Linked DNA regions of Rattus norvegicus: region 1 is linked to region 2. Evidence: chromatin contacts called from public Hi-C data. All regions are on one chromosome and are shown on one strand. The core of a region is the stretch at or near the end of the contact, and the rest is flanking DNA. Distances in the headings are between cores, read along the strand shown.

Region 1 (6,412 bases), core at 3,283-5,782, 570 kb after region 2:
GCCGGCAAGGTAACAATACACATAAAATAAAAATCAAAGCAAATCTCAAAAGGAATTATTGAATACCATTAGAAATATAAGATGTTTATTATGGCTAGTGCCTGGCTGCGTGTTGATCGTTGTCAGTAGGTGTGGAGTCAAGTATGGTCCCTGAGCCTGTAGCTCCGGCCTTTGAGAGGCAGAGGCAAGAGGACCACATGTTTCAGGCCAGCCTGGGCTCTACAGTGAAATCTTGTCTCAAGGAAAACAAAAACCTGTTGAGTTGAACGGAGACACCTTCCCCTGGGAAGCAAGAGATCTGGGTACTGCTTAAAGGAATATGTATCTGGATAAGTCACTGGCCTCCTCCAGTGTCCTATGAAAATCGCTTGATTTAAAAGTGCTTGATTAAAACTGCAGGAGTTGGACTACTAAAACACCAAGCTCGGCATCCTGTCACCTTCCCAGGGAATCAGGGACCTGGCACCCAGAGAAAGAGACCATCACCATCCATCCCCAGGGCAGACATCACTAGCTGATCAAAGCATTCCAAATTCCATGCTGGCCTTGGAATTGTCCCACAAGGCTCTTTGGAGGCATGACCAATCAAATCCGAATTGACAGTTGAGATTAAACTGACTTCTGATTCCTGGCCAGTGCCCTGACTGGACAGGACTCAGCACAAGAAAGGCAGGAGAGGACACAGCCAAGGTGAAGTGTCTGTCCGTGGCGGGTCTGAGGGTGAGGGTTCAGAACAGTATCAGGAATGTGGGGCCAGGATCCACTGGGCACAGAACCTTGAGGCACCAAGCCACAACTACCACACTGCTTGTGCCACACCAGCCCCAACCTACAGAGCAGACTTGATCCAGCTCTGTGGGGAAGCAAGGAGAAGGGAAGGGTATTGGCTACACACCAGGCAACCTCTTCTCTGTGTGGGATTTTAATCACAGTATGAATCTTGCCAGGGACTATGATTCCCCCCTTAAAGGTGAAGAATTTGAGACACAGCTCATTGCCTTCACGGTCACTCATTTTTGTCAAGTTTCGTAGCCTCATGCTTCAGTGACCTCTGTTGAGCATAGGTTAATGGTCTGTTTATCTGTGTGCCATTCAACTTAAACCTGACCACTTTCCCAACATCCAAGAGCAAACAAGGCTAGCTGTGTATATCCTCACTCCTGTCAGATTCCTTCCAGAAGCCGGCCTTCCTGAGGCTCTGTGTAATGGAGGGAGAATGGCTGCGCCATCTCAACCCGGAGCCTGTTGTCCTTAGACTTCATCTTTGAACCCTTGCTATACTAGGGATAAAGCAAGTGAGGTTAAAGCCCAGGCTAGTGAGTGAGGTTTCTCCCGATTTGTATCGGGAGAAATCAAAGCATTTACCACTAGGGATTCCTAGTTAACACTTACCTCTGTTGCTATAGGGACTGACCACACGAGGCTGTAACTACCCATGGTCACCTGAGGTGCCAGCAGTTCTGTGGGCACAGTCATACTGGGGGTCATCATTAACCATGAAGTTGGGCAGCCAGGACAGGGAGCACTTATCCCAGCAGCCACAGGAGCTTACTTCCGCCCAACGCCTCCTGTCCCTACTCAGGTTGATTGTGGTTGACACTTGCTGCGGGCTGGACTTTGATAGAAGCTGTTATGTAAGGGGTTGCATAAGTCACCCCGCGATGTGCGTCCCGTATTAACAGAGCTTCTGGCAAGCTACTGTACCTCCAGTGGCCTTTGCACGTTCCTCCAGTCAGAGCGATTGGTGGCATTCATCCCCAGAGCCAGGATGGTTGGAGTAAGCCAGCTCCCTGGGCAGGTATAGTCCCTGGGGAAATTAGGTCTGTCTCCAGTTGACAGCTGTCAGACCACAGCATATTGGGATGTCACAACCAGAGACTGGGATTTGCTGCCAGCAGGAATCTGTCCTTCCCTGCCCAGGGACAGCGGCTCTTCACTCTGGATAGTCATTCTTGTATCCGGGGAACATTTAGCATGCATTCCCTTATACTTTTAGGTCAAGGAGGATCTTTACTTGCTGAGATGGGGCGGGGGGAGGTACCAGTCTGAGAACCAGCAGTGGGGGCTCCCCAGCCCTGTGTGCTGGGGAGGGGAAGGTTGGCGCTCTTCTCTCTGGTTGACTTAGTCACTCTGCTGAGATGATTTGCCTTTGGTTGAGCTTGGCAGAGACCCCCACCTGGGCGCAAGCCGGAATCCGCCTCCTTCTTTAAGTGCCATCACCCTAGGGAAACAAGACAATCTTGTCGATCTACGCGCAGCGGCTCTAAGGGTCCTTTTGTCAAGGACGCCTCTGCGTCCGCGGTCCTAGGACAAGCTAGCAGCCGAGCCCTCACCACCCTTAGCACGCTCAAGTTGGACTACAAGCAAACAGAACAAGAAGTCATTTCCGGTCAACAAGATGGCAGCTCTTCAGAAACAAGAAGCCTCCCCGTGCCAAGCCCTGGAAGGACAGTGCACATTAAGGCCTCTGGAGGGGTCTGATGTGCTCTGAGCTGGGGCTCCACCACTGAGCTATCCTATCCCCCTCTACCTCAAATCTGGAAAGACATTTTCAGACTGGATTCCCACAAAGCCCACTAACGAGAGAAGCATGAGAGAGCACTACAGTGCGGTAGTAGTCCCCTAAAGGGCACAATCATGCTACCGTCTCAGGAAGCTGAGTGACCAACAGCAACCCCCTTGGGAGCTGTCTCTTTCTAGGGAACTGGGTGCACTGGTCACAGGCCAGGAGTAGATGAGGGCAGAAACAGGCTGGATGTGTGAGGTGATCTCCCAGCATGTATGGGAGGGAGATAAAGGAGGTAGCCCCAGACACATGGGGTACACACTACCTTGATGCAGGCAGCCAGAGTTCTGAGAGGAGCTGGCAGGAGCTTAACCTGGTGGCCACAGAGTCTATCTCCAGCAGAGTGCACCAAGAGTTTGGAGCATGAAGGATGGTACCTTCTCTTACCTGTTAAGGTGGGTGGTCTGGGACATGCTGCAGAATTTCTCCTGCCGAAGCAGCGAGGGTTAAACAGCAGCAGCACAGTCAGTCCTTGGTTATGCAAAGGAAGGAGAAAAATGTGGTGGTTGCCACCACAGGGATCATAATGCCAGCAGCACACCCTTGTCTGTTCATCTCTGGCTCTGCACGGGAGTTGCAGCTCACTGGCCCTGAGCAGTCTCCTCCAGAGGAGGGAACCTGGGGCTACTCTAGGCAGGTGTCCCACTGTCACAGCAGGCGTCTCTCGGTGCCACTCCTAAGCGAGGGCATGCAGCCATGCCTGCCTGGCTTTGAGGCTGTGGTATGAAGGAGTGGGCCACTATGCAGACAGGGACAGAAGAAGGTGGCAGGAAGACAGGGAAAGGGGAGGGGAGGTGGTGTGTGGGGTCCACTGGGCTGGCTAGCATGGAGATCCTGCCCGTGAGCACTTCTCAGACAGCCTCCTTCACTATGTCAGCCTCACCTTCTTTCTGAGCATTTGATGGGCAGGCACCATGGCAGCCTGGGCTCCCTCACTTGCTCCAACTGAGCGGCCCTGCTTGCAGCCCTGCTGGCGTTGGCACGGTGACAGTAGCCAAGTGTGCAAACTTGTGCCATTGTCCCCGGGCCAGGGGGAGCCATGGAGACTAGCTAATATGACACAGGAAAATGTTTGCTGATGGCAGTTCCATGGGCTTTGTCCACCTCTTTCTCCATCATGACGACTCGATTTAAGTCCCTAACTGTTTGACTACAAATGCAAGGGGACCGTGCAACGCCACCCTTTTGTCCGGCCGCACTGAATGGGCAATTCAGCCTTTGTGCAGCTCAATTGAGGAAGCAAACATAAAGACAAGATTCCTGAGAGCCTCGGCTCCCTTCCCATGGATATCCCAGCACCCCTCAGCCAGCCTGGCCGGGCTACCTTGCCCCACATCATCGCACCTCTCGATCCATCCCAGGGGACCCCTTCAGGAGGGGCGGGTGAAAGAGGTGAGAGACATGAAGCCAGAGACAGAGTCAGAGAACACACACTCAACACTCAAGGGCAGAGGGAATGCAGCCCACCCCGGCTTACCCCATCCAATTGTCTGTCTGCACTGGAGCATGGCAGCTGGAGGCCTGGAGTATCTGGGGAAGGTTGGGTGCCTGTCTCACTGCACCGGGCCCTCCTTGATCCCGAATACTTTTTACATACACACACACACACACACACACACACACACACACACACACACACACACTTCCCTCGAGAAACCAGGGTACTGAGGTCAAGGGGAGGAGGGGGTGTGGAGGTTGGAGAAAGTGAGGCTGAAGTAGAAATTTACCGGGAAATGATTGCATTTGGGAGCTGTCTTTTTTTGTGATGGTCCCCATGGTGACAATTTGTGACGGCAAAGAATGTGGGACCGGGGCTCCGCCGCCTGATTGGGAAGCTTTGTATCTGGAGAGGCGCTCCTGATTGGCCTGAGGGCCCCCCAGCTCTGGACTTGTCCTCCATTCAGCCCACTCAAGGGCTGTGCACAACTGCTTCTCATCCCGCTTGCTCGGAGCTCACTGCACGCCACCTCGCCAGGCTTGCTGGGGTCTGCGGTGGGGAACCTGCCGGCCACGTTGGCGGGGGGGGGCCCCCGGCCTGCACCTTCGGTCAGTGTGGAGTCCCAAGCGGTTTGGCCTGGCTGGGTGGAGGGCAGGGCTTGAGCGGGGTAGGGCCTTGGGGGAGGGGCACAGTAGTGTGGGTGGTGGCTGAGGAGGCATGAAATTGCTGCAGATGCTTCTACAGGGGAGTCCCCTGCTGCCGGCAGCCTGAGATGAGCCTTGAAGGCAGGTCTAGATTAAGTGCTAGACAGAGATCCTGCCTGGCCCTGTGTGAGAGTTGGGGGTGGAGCGTGGGGGCTGCAGAGGGGGCGGGGTGGTGGGAGGGGAAGGCCACCACCAAGGGGGTGGGGGAGGCTTGGCCTTCTTTAGGGAATTTCTTTGGCTTTGAAAATAAAAACCTGAATGGTGAGTTGTGTGCCTCACGATATGTGGGAGATGCGACCAACTCACTTCGTAGCCCCAGAAATGCCACTTGTAGCTGGGTGGCTTTGAGCAAGGAGCTTGCATTTTCTGAGCCTTGACTTGCAGAAGACTGAATTCAATGGTCGGCACCTGTCTCATCTCAGATGGTCAGAAGGTCCCATTGTGGATTCTGTCTGGGACAGGAGGATGCCTGGGTGGGGAGATTTGTGCATTCGGTCCTGGTGGCCCTGGGGAAGGTGTAACTGCCCCGGAGAGACCCCAGCTGCCTATTGTGTTCCCTAGGTCTGCCCGGGGCTCTCCTCCGAGCTGCCAGCCCCCAGCAGAACCCACACTCTTCATGGAAAGCCCTGCACGGTTCCCGTGGTGATGGCAGCTGACAGTGATGTGAAGATGCTTCTGAATTTTGTAAACCTGGCGTCCAGTGACATCAAGGCGGCCCTGGACAAGTCCGCACCCTGCCGCCGCTCTGTGGACCATCGCAAGTACCTGCAGAAACAACTCAAGCGCTTCTCTCAGAAGTACTCGAGGCTCCCTAGGGGCCTGCCTGGCAGGGTGACAGAGCCCCACCTGCAGAGGGGGCCTGAAGAGAGGCCCGGACGGCTACCCCTCCATCCCTGTCCCCAAGCCAGCACTGGTGGGGGTGGGAGCTGCACAGAAAAGGCCCTGGGGACCCCCTTCAGGGAGGAGTGCCTCTCTAAGGAGCAGAGCTTCCGGGGTCTGAATCCAGAGGCTACTAGACCTGGCCAGGTGCCCATGAGGAAGAGACAGCTGCCTGCTTCGTTCTGGGAGGAACCAAGGCCCACCCTCAGCTACCCAATGGGGCTGGAGGTGGGCCTGGCCCCCAGGGAGGCATCTCTGTATGAGAATAAGAAAAATTGCAAGGGTCTGGAGTCCCTGGGGCCTGAGACTGCTCCACTACCCATGTCCCCAAGGGTACTCACTGACACGGAATCACTCAAGATGTCTGGGGTATCCCTGGTAGGCAGTCTTGACGCTTGGAGCTACTGCCCTTTCCAGTACCATGGACAGCCCATCTTCCCGGGTCTCCCAGGTGTCCTGCCTCAAGGCCCAGTACCCAGTGTGGGCTTGTGGAGGAAAAGCCCTGCCTCACCTGTGGAGCTGGCCCACTTCTGCAAGGATGTGGACACCCCAGGGCCAAAAGTGTACAGACCCGTAGTTCTGAAGCCTATCCCCACTAAGCCAGCCATGCCTCCACCCATCTTCAACGTCTTTGGCTACCTCTAGCTGAACATCCTCAACCTTCCCTCTCCTGGCCTCCAGGATGCCGTCACTGACAAGCTCTTCGTGTGAGGAGGGAGCTGGGCAGGGGTTTGGCCAGGCTGCCTCAGGGACAAGGCTCCTCTCAGACAGGTACCTATTTGGAGCTTGCAGCTTGTGGACCAAGTCACAGGAAACTTTCCCCAG
Region 2 (7,082 bases), core at 1,014-3,513:
AAGAATGGGCATTTGTATTATTTTCACTTTTCAGCTACCAATGAACAGTGCTGCTACCGTCAGGTATTGAATCTTGGTATAAACATATTTCCAGTTAACTTGGAAAACTAGTGGTTTAATTATGGGGTGGTATGGTTAAGTTTTTAGAAATTCTAAAGTGGACAAACCATTTTACACTTCCACCAACGAGGGCCTATCATATCCTAGTATGATAGCTAATCTTGGTTGTCAACCTGCCCAGCCCATGAGAAAAGATATGGAAGGAAGCTTTTGCTTTTTTTGCCTGCTTGCCCTCACTCTGACTAGCAAGTTCCTCTACTCTGTTACCGAGATGCCCACGATGCTCCTTTGTTGGTGTTAGAACCTACTTCTTTAGGACTGGAACAAAGACTGAAAACTGGAGTCCTCTTAAGAAAGTCTTAAGTCCCTGACTGGGACTGTTGAGACATCCAGTCTCATGGACAAACAACTACCAGATTCTTGGCTTTTCTGTCAGGGCTTTTTTTTGGTTCTTTTTTTCGGAGCTGGGGACCGAACCCAGGGCCATGCGCTTCCTAGGTAAGCGCTCTACCACTGAGCTAAATCCCCAGCCCCTCTGTCAGGGCTTTTTTTGGACTACTCAGACCACAGGCCATAAGTCACTCTTACTCAGTTCTGCTCCTTTGAAGAAACCTAATACATCTAGATAATACCTTTTAATGACAGCCAACGCCCATATTATAAAGAATTAGGAAGTACAGTTTAACCTCCTCCTTAGTTCCTTGATTCCTTAGTTCAGGACGATATCTATCTTGGGATTCAATTCAAGATAAGAAAAATAAATGTAGCCAAGCTTGAGTGTGGGCACATTTCTTTATTCCCGACTGCTGAGGCAGAGTCAGGCGGCTCTCTGCAACTCAAAGCTAGTCTGGTTTAACAGTTACATGGTGACAATGTCTACAAAATAATTTTATTCCTAGTAACAGGGTTGGGGCTGGAGAGATGGCTCAGCGGTTAAGAGCACTGCCAACTTTATCCCTGCATGCACAAGGCACTCTCAACTGTCTGTACCTCTGCTTCAGGGGATTTGATGCCCTCTTCTGGCCTCCAAAGGCACTGCACATAAGTGGTGTACAGACACGCATGCAGGTAAAACATCCATCTTTAAAAACAAACTCCAAACCTAACAGTTAAGTTTCTAGAACAGTAGAGGGGGTGAGAGAAAGCAAGAGCCAGAGGAAAGGAAAGTGTACGGCAGCGGTGATAACCAGTAAAAGTTGGCAACCTAAACGTTCGATCATGGAAGAGGGAGGGGCTCATGAGGCGCCTCTCCTCCCGGAGGAGCGTTTGGCAGTTGATGGGGGGCGCGGAGTCATTGTTTTCTTCAGTGGTTTAGTCACTGCTGAGTTGCCCTAGTTCCTGTAAACAACCCACCCAAGCTCACACAAATATCCTTAAATAAACTCAGTGAGTGACAACAAAAGAAAGGGCAGGAGCCCTGTTGGGAAGGGGTTCAGCGGGGGATAGAGAGAGACCAGAATGCACTACATACATGAATGAAACTATCAATTAATTTAAAAACTAAAAAACCCTTTTACTTTCAAAACAATACCTATAAAACTGAGAGGGTTAAGATTCCCTAAAACAAAGTGGGTCTCGATCATCTGAAGCTCTTATTCTGTCAAATGTTTTTCTAATTTCTAACTTCACTCCTTTTCTTCTTTCAACAATCAGCTCCAAAGTCCCGCCCTTTCGGTCTTCCTGCCAGTTAGCAATGGTTACAGACCACCACACTTTCTCGAGCAGATCTGCCTATCTCGATCCTTTGCAAGGGAGTCGAGCTGACTTCGTTCGTTGTCCAGTCCCTAATCCAACACTCGCCGCGGTGGGAGATCAGACAAAGAGGGCAGAGAGGACTAACGATTTTTAGAAGCGATTCCTCCTCCCCCAGTCTCGCCTTCTCTAGGCTGCCCTTCACACTGCCTGCCCCCGCCAGAGTCCCCCGGCGCCCCGCCCCCGCGCTCACCATCCAAAGCGTCCTCCGGATCTTCCGCCACGCCCTGTGCGTCCTGCTCCACTAGGGTCCCGAAGAACTCCGCTACCAACTCCTTCATGCGGACCACGCCCGCCGACAGGCTCTGGAGAGGGTCCGCGTCGCTCGACGCTTCACAGGACACTTGTAGCCGCTGCGGCTCCCCGTCACCACCGACATACTCGCCAGAAAGCTCCATGGCGACCGCTCAGCTTCAACAGCGCGCCACAGAGAATCGTCACCCGGAAGCGGAAGCCAGCCCGCAGCCAGGGCGGGCGGGAGAGGAGAGTAGGAGGGATGACTTCCGTTTTCCCGGAATTGCCCCGCCTATTTTCTTCCTTCTCCTTCCTTGGGATTGGTTGGCTGGTGCTCGGGCCCCTCCTTCTCGCGACGCCCCTGGCGGCCACTTTTCCCGCCGCCTCCAGGGCCACGCAGCGGAGCCCGGTGACAGTTGAGGATGGCCGGAGCCGAGAGTCCCACCGGGTGCCAGGCGGAGCTGGAGCCCGTGGTGTCGCTGGTGGACGTGCTCGAGGAAGACGAGGAGCTGGAGAATGAGGCGTGCGCCGTCTTGGGCGGCAGCGACTCCGAGAAGTGCTCCTACTCGCAGGTGCGCGTGGCCCGGCTGCTCCCGCCGACCTGCCTGTTTCCCGCTGGCCGCAGCCCGGCCGGCTCCGGGGCGGCCCTTTACTTTGTGCTTCCACAGCCGGGGCCCAGCTGCCCTTTGATCCTCAGCTTGTCACCACCAGGGCTGTCCTTCTGTCCTGCTGGCCATACACTGTAGGCTTCGGTCCTGGAGCAGCAGCTCTGTCCTCCAGTTGTCGCCTCTTGGTGGCCTGCTTTCCACGAGATTATTCTTGTGACCTCTTAAATCCAGATATTCTTCGCCCCACTTCTACCCCTAAAGAATGTTAATTAAGGGACTAGATGGGGAAACGTAAAGAAAAATTGGGCCGAATTCGAAAGTCTTCCGGTGAGGGTGGGCTTCTGGACACTACTGTAGTCTAGTTTAACTGCTAGCTGCGCCTCCCCCCCCTTCCGGTTAAATGAAGTTCCGTGTATAAGTGCTGTATGACACCCCCTCTCCCTCGGGAGTAGATCGAAGCCAGAACATCAGGTGGCCCTGGAAAACCAAGAGAGGAGAAAAGGATCTTCTTGGGGTTTCTGAACAAGAGTTTGAGGGGCTGGGATGTAGCGTTTACTGACGCTTACTATACATTTAAGTACTAAAGTGGAAAAGGGTGTGTAGGAAGGAAACTTAACAAGGATGAGAATTGGTGGAAGGAAACAGGCTAACTATGCCCATGGTTGGAGAGGAAGACTGGGGAAGGAGTGAAGGGGCTTGGAGTTAATTGTGTGGTGTGGACCGAAGTCATAATACTATTTTTCTTTGTTGACCAAGTTGGGTTTGCACTGCAAAATTGTTGGATTGTTGAATAAGTCTTGTATCCCAGAAACGGTCGCACAGTAGTCGCTGGCATTTAAATCGAAGGATCGCTGTTAGGTTTCAAACTTTGGACAAAGGGGCTGCTGTGCCTATTTAACATATCAAAGAGGATGGTGGCCTCCAGGTTCTCCCTGTCCTTCTGTCCCTTCCGGAGCCCTCCTGACTGGGGCTGGGCTACCCTTCCCTCCTCTTCCCTTCCCTAAATAATCCAACCGTTTTGTTTATCCAGCTCTCTTGGGTCTCTGGACTGTAGCACCTGGCTCCATATCCTTTCTCCCAGTCCTCTCTCTCTCCTTTCACAGGGCCCAGCTCAGGGTTGTTTAGACTCTGGACTCTCAGGTGTCCTAGCCCCGATGCTCTTCCTTTAATAATAAACTTTTTCTCTCCCACCACACCGAGGAACAGATATGTCCTTTCCTTCCTTTTTTATTTTTATTTTTTTCATTCAATGACCACTAAACCACATACACCACCCCTTCCTTGGAAGGAAAGAAAGGTCCTAAGGCTGTATGTGAGCTGTTTATTAATATACTTAGCTTTATAAAATATTCACTACAGTTGTTGGAGATAGGATCTTATATAGCCCAAATCTGCCTTGCATTCATTATTCTCTTCACCTCCCAAAGTATTACAAGTGTACACCACCATGCTTGGCTTAAAGTCTTGTTCTTTTGTGGATTTTGCTGTGTTTTTTGAGACAGAGTCACATTGTGTGGTTCAAACTAGAATGAAACTCACTATGTAGCCCAGGCTGGCCTCACAAAGATCCATCTCCCTCCCAAGTGCTAGGATTAAAGGTCTGGTCATAAGTTTCTGTATATCCTATAAGTATAGATATTAATAGTGATAATAATTATTTTCTTTTAGGTTTTTGAGACAGGGTTTCTCTGTGTAGCACTGGCTGTCCTGGAATTCACTCTGTAGCCTAGGATGGCCTTGAACTCTGAGGCCTTGCCTCTGCCTCTTGAATCCTGGCATTAAAATTGTGTGCCACCACTACCGCCCGACGGTACTTTTTTTGTTTTTAAGACTTATTTTTTAAGTATTTGTGTGGATATGTGCATGTGAGTGCAGGTACCCTTGAAAGTAGAGGAATCTGATCCCTCTGGAGCTGGAGTTACAGGGTTGTGAGCTGCCCAGTGTATGTACTGGGAACCCAGTGCTAGTTCTCTGAGAGAGCTGTATGTGCTTTTAACCTCTGGGCCATCGCTCTAACTTCAAGTGGATTTTTTTTTTTTTAAAGATTTATTTATTTATTATATATAAGTACACTGTAGCTGTCTTCAGATACACCAGAAGAGGGCATCGGATCTCTTTACAGATGGTTGTGAGCCACCATGTGGTTGCTGGGAATTGAACTCATGACCTCTGAAAGAGCAGTCGGGTGCTCTTAACCGCTGAGCCATCTCTCCAGCCCTCAAGTGGATTTTAAAAAGCGTATTTACTGCTGTGTGTGGGCATGTGTACCACAGCACATGGGCAGGCATACATCAGAGAACAACTTTGTGGAGTTAATTGTTTTCTCCACTGTTATATGGGTTCTGGAGATGGGACACAGGCTTCCAGGCTAAACACAACTAGTGACGTTACCCACGGAGCTACCTCACTGGCCCTGCAAATTCTTTAGTAAAATAGGAGCAAATTAAAGTAAAATAGACATTTGTGTAGTTGGACTGGCAAGGGTCAGTAAAGTACTTGCTGCACAAGCAGGAGGACCTGGGCTCTGTCCCTATAAGCACATAAAAGCCTGGCATGTTGGCGTGGGCTGATAATCCCCTTTCTGGAGAGGTGTGTATGGCCCCTTTACCAACGTTTCTAAGTTTTGCTGTTTTTCCTTCAACTTTTAATTTTTAAATATTTTAAATCTACTGGTAACTTGAAAGAATAGTTTGGTATCTATATAACTTGCAAATGTATTGCTTTTAAACACTTGTCTACTGAATGCACTACCCCTTTTTATACTTCATATCCTGACAGTAAGTAGTTGGCATCATTACATCTCCCCTCAAATTAAAACTATGAACTTTCCTCTTTGGTTGAATTATAAGCATTTTCTAAAGTAAAAAAGGTGTGCCGGGTTGGGGATTTAGCTCAGTGGTAGAGCGCTTGCCTAGGAAGCGCAAGGCCCTGGGTTCAGTCCCCAGCTCCGATAAAAAAAAAAAAAAAAAAAAAAAAGAAAAGAAAAAAGGTGTGCCAAGTGGTGGTGGTACACGAATTACCTAGCACTCAAGAGGCAGTGGCAGTCGATCTCTGAGTTCAAGGCCAGCATGGTCCTCACAGTGAGTTCCAGGGCAGCCAGGGATACACAGAGAAACCCTGTCTAGAAACACCCCCCCCCAAAAAAAAAAGTTTATTACTCTCTTAAACCTATGTAAACTCACCTTTATTTTCATGTGTTAAAATGATTAAACAGATTAAGTTTTTTTACAAATTTAAACTTCCTATTGCTATAAGAAAAAAATTACCTAAAAACAAGCATCAGTGTAGATCTGGGGCTTGGAATCGTGTTTTTGATCCTTTGTTAACTATGTTTTCTTTCTGTCTTGTTTTGGGCTGGGCTTTCAGGGCTCAGTGAAGAGACAAGCACTATATGCCTGTAGCACCTGCACGCCAGAGGGAGAAGAGCCAGCAGGCATTTGTCTGGCTTGCAGTTATGAGTGTCATGGAAGTCATAAACTATTTGAACTGTACACAAAAAGGTAATGCTTTCCTGAGTGTCTTCCAAGTGTTCACGTTCTTTTGCAACCTCAGTGGCTTTTAATCTTGCTTTTTATTCAGAGTAATTGTGTGTGGGTAAAATTTAATATGGGAGGGAATTTTTAATTATGGAGACTAGCACAAACTTCTCATCTTTTTATTATTTTATTTGTGTGTGAGAGTGATACAGATATTTGTACTTTTGATGAGTAGTGATGTTCAGAATTGTAATTTGTAATTGTCTCTTTTTTTGTTGGAAAACTCCAATAAGATATATGACCATCAAAAAGCCACCAATTGAATTCTAGAAATGAGTCAGAAAGGGAACTATGATTGGTACTGAAAGAGTGATTAAGTTTGAAAGAAAATGTAAATATATGTTCTTCCTTTTTTCTTAATAGAAATTTTCGTTGTGATTGTGGAAACAGCAAGTTTAAAAATTTGGAATGCAAATTATTTCCTGTAAGTAAGCACTGTGATTACAAATGTACTTGGGTTGAGGACATGTACTGTGCTTCTAGAGGACCTGGGTCCAATTCTCAGCACCCAGTACCCGGTTGTGTACAAGTGCCTGTAACTCCAGCTCCAAGGGAGTCTGACTCCTTTAGGCACTACACGCTGTGCTCAAGCGCACAGACCAAAAAGAAGTGAGCTGTGCTTGGCTTGCTCACCTGTTATCCCAGAATTGGTGGACTTCTGAGTTCAAGGTCACCGTGGATTGCATGGTGAATTCCAGGCCAGCTCGGGCTACGCCGAGAGACCCTGTCTCAAAAAAAATTTTAAAAAACTGTCCTGAAATCCCAGGCCAGTGTCAGTTCACATAAGCTGTCACACATATGATTATTTTTATGTTTTCTTTCTTTTTTTTTTTTTAAATTCTGTTTTCTTTTCTTTTTTTTTCGGAGCTGGGGACCGAACCCAGGGCCTTGC

The links. A called contact is a pair of places that touch in the nucleus more often than the background predicts.
Region 1: a contact with region 2 is called in a Hi-C map of Schwann cells, with 3 times the contacts expected there. The contact joins the promoter of Fam181a here to the promoter of Gon7 in region 2.

What each region holds. Positions count from the first base shown.
Region 1 is chr6:128,229,604-128,236,015 of GRCr8, forward strand. Fam181a (family with sequence similarity 181, member A) reads left to right here and starts at 4,533. Exons shown (of 2, transcript NM_001291359.1): 1 at 4,533-4,612; 2 at 5,270-6,412. The coding sequence starts at 5,354. The coding sequence ends at 6,232. LOC120103607 (a long non-coding RNA gene) reads right to left here and starts at 4,173. Exons shown (of 4, transcript XR_010052331.1): 1 at 4,044-4,173; 2 at 1,705-2,221.
Region 2 is chr6:127,661,013-127,668,094 of GRCr8, forward strand. Gon7 (GON7 subunit of KEOPS complex) reads right to left here and starts at 2,264. Exons shown (of 2, transcript NM_001142941.1): 1 at 2,006-2,264. The coding sequence starts at 2,210. Ubr7 (ubiquitin protein ligase E3 component n-recognin 7) reads left to right here and starts at 2,442. Exons shown (of 11, transcript NM_001007705.1): 1 at 2,442-2,618; 2 at 6,021-6,154; 3 at 6,554-6,614. The coding sequence starts at 2,469.